Regions from separate parts of the Gossypium hirsutum genome. Here all the other regions are linked to region 1. The links are chromatin contacts, called in public Hi-C maps. All regions are on one chromosome and are shown on one strand. Each heading gives the region's core, a stretch centred on a gene start, on an enhancer-like site or on the middle of the called end of the contact. The rest is flanking DNA. Distances are from core to core; before and after follow the strand shown. Region 1 has its middle 60 kb from the start of LOC121225874. Region 2 holds the start of LOC107920397 (serine/threonine-protein kinase ATG1c). Region 3 holds the start of LOC107919791 (ankyrin repeat protein SKIP35-like).

The links. A called contact is a pair of places that touch in the nucleus more often than the background predicts.
Region 2: a contact with region 1 is called in a Hi-C map of anther, with 3 times the contacts expected there. The contact joins the promoter of LOC107920397 here to the enhancer-like site in region 1. A contact is called at or near these places in 5 of 34 Hi-C or Micro-C datasets (anther, callus, fibers and 2 more).
Region 3: a Hi-C map of leaf shows a contact between it and region 1, with 1.7 times the contacts expected there. The contact joins the promoter of LOC107919791 here to the enhancer-like site in region 1. A contact is called at or near these places in 13 of 34 Hi-C or Micro-C datasets (anther, callus, hypocotyl and 2 more).

What each region holds. Positions count from the first base shown.
Region 1 is chrD13:25,378,404-25,381,368 of Gossypium_hirsutum_v2.1, forward strand. It overlaps the pseudogene LOC107920525. Among protein-coding and RNA genes, the nearest start is that of LOC121225874, 60 kb to the left of the region's middle. Within about 2 kb of position 1,463, at least 5 of the 9 cell types and tissues checked have an H3K27ac peak or open chromatin away from gene starts, as enhancers often do. A contact at or near this core is called in hypocotyl and leaf, where this site is marked.
Region 2 is chrD13:25,198,123-25,201,087 of Gossypium_hirsutum_v2.1, forward strand. LOC107920397 (serine/threonine-protein kinase ATG1c) reads left to right here and starts at 1,443. Exons shown (of 13, transcript XM_016850104.2): 1 at 1,443-1,954. The coding sequence starts at 1,712. It overlaps LOC107920551, which reads left to right. Exons shown (of 6, transcript XM_041108927.1): 6 at 184-476. The coding sequence ends at 186.
Region 3 is chrD13:25,535,405-25,538,369 of Gossypium_hirsutum_v2.1, forward strand. LOC107919791 (ankyrin repeat protein SKIP35-like) reads right to left here and starts at 1,381. Exons shown (of 3, transcript NM_001327162.1): 1 at 738-1,381. The coding sequence starts at 1,360.

The DNA.
Region 1 (2,965 bases), core at 213-2,712:
AAGGTCATATTTATCAGTTATCTTCTCTAAGAAAAAAAAATATATATACACATGCCATTAATTAATATGTAAAACAGAAAGGAAAGTTGTTTCATAAATCTCACCAATTGTAAGCATGCCTACAGAATGCACCAATAAAAATGTAGAGCAACTTGCATCAACTCTAGCAATCTCTGCATTTGCATTAGCACTAGTAGTGATGGAGAGACCAGGGGATCCATAACCCTGCAAATCATAGATAACCAAACATCATACTCACTTGAGTTACACTTAAAGAAAGAAGGAGATAAGTTAAAAACAAAAATTTAATGTAGGAATAACCTCGGTATTAAAGCCAGCAATTCCAAGATCAGCAAGTTTTGGAAGAATTTGGAATGGAAACTCTGCCTTCTCCCAATACTGGGAAAATTTTCAGATCAGTTTCTTTCTTGGTAAATGTGTAAGTAAAAACAATGATAAAAAGCAATTAACCCTAAAAATCATCAATCCAAGTTGTTAGACCAATCATGAACAGCATCTGAAAGATACCTCCGCCATTATAGGAGCTACTTCTTTTTCCATAAACTCTCTTACTTTCATTCGGAGAGTCTTCTCCTCAGGACTCAATAGATCATCAAATCGATAATAATCAGAAACTGTATTTATTTTTCCCAAAAGCAAAACACGCATATAATTAGAACTCAAGGTTTCCCATTTGATAACAACACATAGTCAAAATCTATAAAAAGATTTAGCACTCCAGAACCAATATTTTATCAAGTTGAGATGCATTAATGAAAAAATACAAGATTTTAGAAGAGCTATAAAATTCATACCAGACGGAGGAAAAACAGATGCTGGAGTTGCTTGAGGGAATGCAACCGAAACATCCAAAGGTGGTGAAGGTTTGTCACTTTTTTCAGTTTCATCTGTGAGACATCAAAGACAACAAATCTTTGACTAAAGCCAAACAACACAATAATCGCAAACACAACAACTTTGAAGCTGTCACTGTAAGAAAACAGCTAATAAAAATATAAAGTTTTTTCTTCTTTGAATTCTATTCTTCCCTGAATTCACCCAGAAATAATATGTAAAGCTCCAAACTTTCTTAAAATTTTCTTGCTATAATTAACATAGAGTCGCAAGTATTAAGTTTCTTAAAAATTGTCAAGTGCTTAGTTAGTTCTATCATTTGGGGGGAAAATTAAGATCGAATAACAAAAAGGAAAAAAGGAAAAGACAAAATTTTGAAAATCAACTTGCAGATAAAACGAACCTTGAAACTTGGATGGAAGTATCATGGTGATGGACTGACAAGTTCCTTTATTATACTGATAGAAACAAAATAGAAGGAAAATGGAGGAAAAGAAAGGCCAGGTAGAAGCATGATAAAAGATAGAGGTTTTATATTGTTTCTTTATCTTGGCACATGGATAACGATAAAGTTGGCGGTAGGGTCCCTATTACTAAATGTGAAAGTAGAATTAGCACGCAATTTAGGTTGAATGGTAATACAAGTAAATGATCAAAGGATGGCTCCCACCAGGTGTGGTTGGGGTCAATCCTAATTAATATATTATAATAGTAATGATAGCACCAACAAATAAAAATTTGAAAATAAGTTTGACATGTAATTCATCTTCCGGTAAGAAATGATTGAATAAAATTATGATTTTATATTTTTCTAATAGGATAATAACAAATTAGATTTTTGCTCTTAATTTTTAATATTTTTAGCTGGATTTGAATTCTTTTCAGGAGAAAAAATCTAAAAATCAAGAGAAAAAATATGATTTGTTATTCTCCTATTGGAGAGGGAGAAGGATAGGAATAACATAAAATCATGGTTTCATACTAGAGGTGCTTATAGGCCAGGCCGGGCACAACCAAAATTTTAGGCCCAGACCTAGCTTGGCCCAAAAAATGGGCCTAAAATTTTGCTCAAGTTCAGTCCGAATAAAAATATTAAAACCTGGACTTGGCTCGACCCATATTATTTTTTATATTATTTATATATATTTTTTAATATATATAATATATCAAAAATATAAAAATATTAAAATAAATATTTCCCAACAAATTTAAATATATATATACTTAAATAACACTAAGATAGGTGCAACTTAACAAGTAAATGCCTCTAAAATAGTAACAAAATTAACAATAAAATAAGAATTATACAATAACAACAAAATAGTAGCAACATAATAGTGAAATTGTAGCAAAATAGTGAAAAAAAAAATAGAAAAAAAAGGTTAAAACAATAGCAAAAAAATTGCAATATTTTTTTTTTGCATATTCGAACCGGGCAGGGCCCAGGCCAAAAAAACCTTACTCGAGGCTCGGCTCATTTTCTAAATGGACCTTTTTTTTGCCCATATCCATTTTTCGGGCCTATATTTTTACCCAAACCATCCCACTTTTCGGGCGGGCCTTTGGGTCGGCCTATAACACCCCAAAATAGGGCCTAGGAGTTTTAGGGGTATTTTAGGAATTTTGGCCTAGTCAAGCTCGAAAATTTGTAATGTTGGTACTTGGTAATGTTTTCGACTCTAGCATCTTAACTGTCAAACCAAATTTTGAAAAAGTGTTCTAGAAACCCTTAATTTTAGAGAAAGAACTAATTTGTAACATAGTTAAAACAGTGAGCATTTATGTGGCAATTAAACCAGTTTTTGAAATTGAACCTAAAAACCTTTACTTTCAGCCTAAACTCGCGATAGTTGTTCTTCAAGTTTGTAGTTGCCGCCCCTTGTTCTTTCCCTCACCATTCCATTGATTTTTATCCCCAAATCACAATACCTTGATTTCTTATCGTTCCCAAGTCATTTTCCATCATAAATCTCCAAGAAAAATGCTCAAAAACGCCATAGATTTCACCGTATTCTTCAAACGTGGGGCTTTTTTATTTACGTCAAAACTCATTCATTCTTTCAATAAAGGTAATCATTCATGTATTTATTGGTTTCTAATGTTATCTAGA
Region 2 (2,965 bases), core at 193-2,692, 180 kb before region 1:
AGCCATACGGAAATGGTTTATTTCCTTATAGATTAGTTGGATTGTAATGTCTTTATTTTGTTTTAAATGATCTAAGTGAAGCTCATAATATGTCATATTTAATATTAGATCAAGTTTATTAAATTTTAAATATTTATATACAATGTATATGTTTTGATTTTGCAATGGTTGTGTTTTGTTCAGTAATGCCTCGTAACTCTAATTTGGCGACGGATACGGGGTATTACAGGTTAGAAGATTTCTTGCTTACCATTAAAAATCATGGTTATGTTGATGATATTTTGGTAACTTTTTGTGTTTGTAATATTTGGATGGTATAATGACATGATAGGATGTCATTACAATGTTGTAACTTTTTGATTTTGTAAAATTTTATAACATATGGATTATGACATATAAACTAATGAAATCATGCAACTTTTTTTTAATATATGAATATTATGTTTGGATGTGAAATATAATTCTCAAGTTATTTATTACTTTTAATATTTTATTTTTTTATTGTAGAATAATTAAATTATTGTTTCACTAAAGATATTTTAGCACATTAAATATGTATTGCAGTTTAAAAATAATAAAGTAGATTATATATTATTTTTATAGTATTATATATTATGATTTTAGTAAATTCATATAATAATAATTATATTAAGAATTTTATTAAATTATATATTATTTTATTAAATTATATTTAATAATAATTATGTTAAAATATGGTTAAATTATTTATTATTTTTATTAAATTATTTTTAATATTAATCTTATTAAAATTTAATAACAATAACAATAATCATCTACTTAAAAAAAATTCTACTAAGGGTATTCTAGTCATTTTAGTTTTTTCTCCTTATGCTATTAACATTTTTTAATTCAACTAAACACAAAATACTATTAAAGTTCCATTCCATTTCATTCAACCAAACAATTAAATTACTGATTACATCTCTATTCAATTACAGCTCTATTCCATTATTCCATTACAGTGAACCAAACGTACCCTTATTGCATCCTAACTGAAAGTTGAATCATCTTTCCATTTTTATTATTGTTTTAATTTTATAATAAAAAATTATTTAAGAAACATTAAAATTTTTAGCTCCACATCTAATAAAAATTGATTAAAAGGATATTTATTAGTAAACTTGGAAAATGCAAATTAAAGTATTAAATAATTCATAAAAGGCGAAAAAGTCGCTTTTGTCTAACCAATGTCTGACGGACAGGTGTTAAAAGCTGATATCGGAGCTTTTCATCATCACCTACCACACTGATCCACCCAATTAAAAACCGCCAACGCACTAACATCCGTGGTTACACCGTATAAGTAACCGTATCTTAAAATATATACACCGTCTAATTCCGCTTTTAGCTTATGGTTTTCATAAAAAAACAAAATAATTATCGAATCACAAAACGTTAATCCTCAATTACGTTCGCTAATCCCAATTAATAATCTCAATAATTCAACCCATAACAAATAGAATGCAAAATTTTAGAGAACTCATTAAATCAAGTTCTCATCTCACCCTCCTTCCTCACTCTTCCTCAGATTATTTTTCTTTGCACGGTCAATCGGAAATCCAATTAATGTTCGGGTCGGATCTTCTGACGATCCAAATTCCAGTATTCTATACCATATTTTAAAGCTTCAAGCTCTGGAGTCGGATCCTTGGGCTTTTTTCTCTCTCTTTTTGTTCCAGGTTCGTCTGTAATGGCTCAAGCAACGGGGAGGGGAAGAGTGGTAGGGAACTATTTAGTGGGCCGGAAAATCGGGTCGGGTTCCTTTTCGATTGTTTGGCATGCGAGGCATCGAGTTCATGGAACCGAGGTGGCGATAAAGGAGATCGTAACGGGTCGACTCAATAAGAAGTTGCAAGATAGTTTGATGTCGGAAATCTTTATTTTGAAGAGAATCAATCATCCTAATATTATTCGACTGCATGATATTGTTGAGGTTCGTTTCTTCTTGGTCCCTTTTATTTAATTGTTTTCTTTTACTATTAGATTTTAGGGAGTTGTTTGGATGCCGATAAAGGAGAGGAAGAAGTGGCGGAAATGGAGCTATTTGAACATGAGTTGTTTACCTAAGGTAGGGACTGAAATTTGAGGCGCCATTTATTGAGGGAAAGTTCTTCTTTTAAGGAAAATGATGAAAGAACGGAGGATGTGGATTCTTTTTAACTGAAGATATTTTAGAATGCGATATTGAAAATGAGAAGAATCTACTTATTGAAAAGAGCTATCCGCGCATACTCGTATTTGATAGAAGCAGAGAATGAAAGAATTTACGAATAGTGAAATTTCAGTCAATCTATATATTGTATTTTTTTCTTTGCTAAGCAAAGTTTTTTATTAATAAGAAAACTCATTACAGAAAATGAGCAACATCATTTACAGGGGATTGAACACCTAAATTGCACATCACGCCTAATCTAACACAACAAAATCCTTCAAATCAACCCAATGGAATAAACCACCATAAGATTCATCATTTAAACAATAAAAACGTACAATCAATCACCTTATCTAGTCAAATTAACCAGCAATAAAACAAAGTTAAGCCTATAGCATCCATAATCTCCTTCCTATAGCAAAACATTTGAAAAATGATGCCGTTGGGAATTCAGCAACTAATACTAATGGAGAAGTCTCAAGGATCATGGGAAGCAATTTGGTAAATTTGCAGTGGTCAAGAAACTAAATGGTAAATCTAGTTTTCATGTATTATTTTGTGAAGCTTGCAGCTTATATGTATCTATATCTCTAAAATATTTGCATCCTGCTGGAGTGGTTATATGCTGTGCCCTTCATTCCATGGACTGGTTGGAGTGGAATAATGGATTTTGTAGTAGCAATTTTGCTTTATGAGTTGTAGACGCATTTTGTTAGTGCTTATTTGATCTTTTGTAAGTTGAGATCAACTGGAAAGTGTCACATATACTTTTGATTTGAATTTGAAGTTGTT
Region 3 (2,965 bases), core at 131-2,630, 160 kb after region 1:
TAAGTAGGCCCACTCTCCAATATACTACAAGCCACACACATAAACACTCCAAGTCCAATAACTAATTCAAAGCCACTTTTTTTGGTTGAATTCAAACCTTACTTCATGGGAAAAAAGGTGTGAAGGTTCATTCAATCAGATTTACAGAAAAACAGAAAACAACTTCTACTTCAGTTCTCAGAAACTATCTAAGCCAGAAGCAGGGAGAAATGCACAATAGTTAGCATTCTCTTATATGATGAACATAAGTGCAGTGAGTCTAATGCAACAATAAATGTACAGTTACCTGATTGTTATGCGTGATCATACATAAAACTGACAAAGAGTAACATGCATATCAAACAGCATGCATGAAGCCATTGACAGACTTAATGTCTTACCAGTGAATATTCCAATATTTAAAATATAACACAAAATCATAACAGACATATCCAACAGATGTAAAGCCTTACAAAAACAATTTTATCTAATACATAAACATATAAATGATTACCAAGTAAAATTGAAGTTAGAAGTTGCAGATGGTTATATGTGATCCCTATTAGTGGAGTTTAGGATAACAATTTCTCGTTGCTAGAAACTAGAATCAAGATCTATATTTACCTATATAGAAATGCATGGTAACCTAAAATCAACAGGTTTTCCCCTCGTGACAACTGACAACATCAATGCTTTTGAAGATAATTTCAAAGAAGCTTTATTATCTATCTACTAGTCAAAAGAAACAGCTTGTTTACCTCTGGGCCATCACAGTTACAGTGTCAGCAAGACTCATCGTGCGACTCTGGCAAGCAGAGACACAAGAAGCAAGAAATGAAGTCCGGAGAGCGGCTCTAGTAAAGTCATAAGCACCATTGGCAATGATCTTCTTAATCAAATCAGTAATCCCATAAAGCTCCTGTTGGGTGCTCAAAAACCAGATAGCATCCAAGGTGACACACAACGCATCATTTAGAGTCTGTGGATCTGCCGACAAGATTAGACTCTCAGCAAGTTCCCAATCATGGGAACTCACGGCCCCTTGAAATAATTGGCCCAACTCAATCCTGCATTGTCGGCTGAGCTTCTTGTCGTGCCCAGATTTATCCTTCTGGCAGAACTCGGAGCCTTTCGCAGCTACTGTAGATTTGATTTTCTTCAGACTACAACTACAACTACCAGAAGTTGATGACTCTTTAATTACAAGGGGTGCCTCAGTCGAGAAAACCATATTGCTTGCCTCACCTTTTTCCAATCGAAAGCCTTGAATTTCACTGTTTGGTTGTCCAATTTCAGTTTCCTCAGTATCCATTCCAGTAAACCAAGGCTCCTCTAAGTGCATGTTTTCACTCCCCACAACAAATTCGCTCCCTTTTTCCATTAGTTACACTATTCGTTGAGCAAATTTTCAGCAACCAAAACCAAGTCACAAATGAAGTGAACACTTAAGTCTCAACCATCAAGAGGAAAGGATCCATCCTCAAAAGGCACCAAACTGTCAGAAAAAGTCGAAGAGAAAATGTGTCCTCAAAAACCTAGATGCATGTCTCTTGCAGCAAAATAAACCGAAATTTTGTATGCTTAACAATAATTTTCTAGTGCCAGTCACCTAATCCGAAGGCAAAAGCAAAGCCCAAATACCAGGAATATTCAATGATCAGACATCAATTCCCAGAAAAATAAAACAAAGGAAACGCATAAGACATAAAAGGGAGAGAATGGCCAAAGCAAAGCAAGAGAAACTCTTCTCAGAACGATCTAAAGGATTCAATAACAAAAGAAAGGAACTGAAAAATCATTAAAGGAGCAATATATACAGGGATGAGCAAATCTAGCGGAGATGGCCATTAAAAGCATGAAAGGGGTTCCATCCGTAGAAAACCCTAAAAGCCCTTGTTCGTCTCAAATTATTCCACTTCAATATGAGAGATCCAAGGGAAAAGGCCAAACGCAGAACAAAAAAAAAAACCCAATTTGATAAATATAATCCAATAATTCTTATCAGAGAAAGAGGAAGAATCACGGTGAAAAAAAATCAGATTGAAGCATTAAAGCATACAAAAGGATGAGTTTGGTCAGTAAAAAGTAGTAAAAGAAAAAAAAAACGATGAAAAATTAAGATAGGGAACCTGAGTAAGAGAATGGAGATTGAATGAGAGGAGGAGGAGAGAGAGACAAAAACCCTCTCCGCCGCTGTTGTATGGTATGGAGTTATTAGATACCAAAATGGAGAAATTAAGATAGGGGAAGATGAGTAATTAGAATGGAGATGGAATGAGAGAAGGAGAGACAGACAAAACCCCCCACCGCCGCTGTTATATGGTTTTCAGATTCTTAGATACCAATATCAAATTGCTGCCTCTGCTTTTCTTCCCATTTTCCCCTTTTCTTTTCAGCTACTACCACGTATGTATTAATATGAAGGCTATAAAGTCCACAAACTCCAAGCTTTTTAATAAAATTCCAATTTTCTCCTTCATTTACTCATGTACTTTTATACCTTTAGTAATTGCAATATTATGTGATATTTGGCGATATAAATTATAATTTTATAAATATAATTTAAATTTTAAAATATGGTAATTATTATAAAAATCATTAAAAAAATTATTTGAACAAATAATAAAAATTAAAATCAAATCACTATATAATAATTTTGTGTAATTTAATTATTTATTTAGTAAGAAAAAAATGTATAAGAATTTATCTCTCGTGAATAAAATTTTTAAATTATTTAAAGGAGATTAGTAAAAGAACATATAATTATATTTAAAAAAATAATATATATCTTAAAATTAAAATATTATTTTTATCATATAAAAATAACTTGTTAAACTTAAATAAACGACAATCATGTTTGGAAAATCATACGGTAATTGAATTTGAGTGTAATTGTTTGTAATTATCTATGTAATTATTTTAATTCTCACCCTCTCCCTTAGGCTTGTTTGGACACTACAAAATAAGTGGATGAAAGTGTAACTAT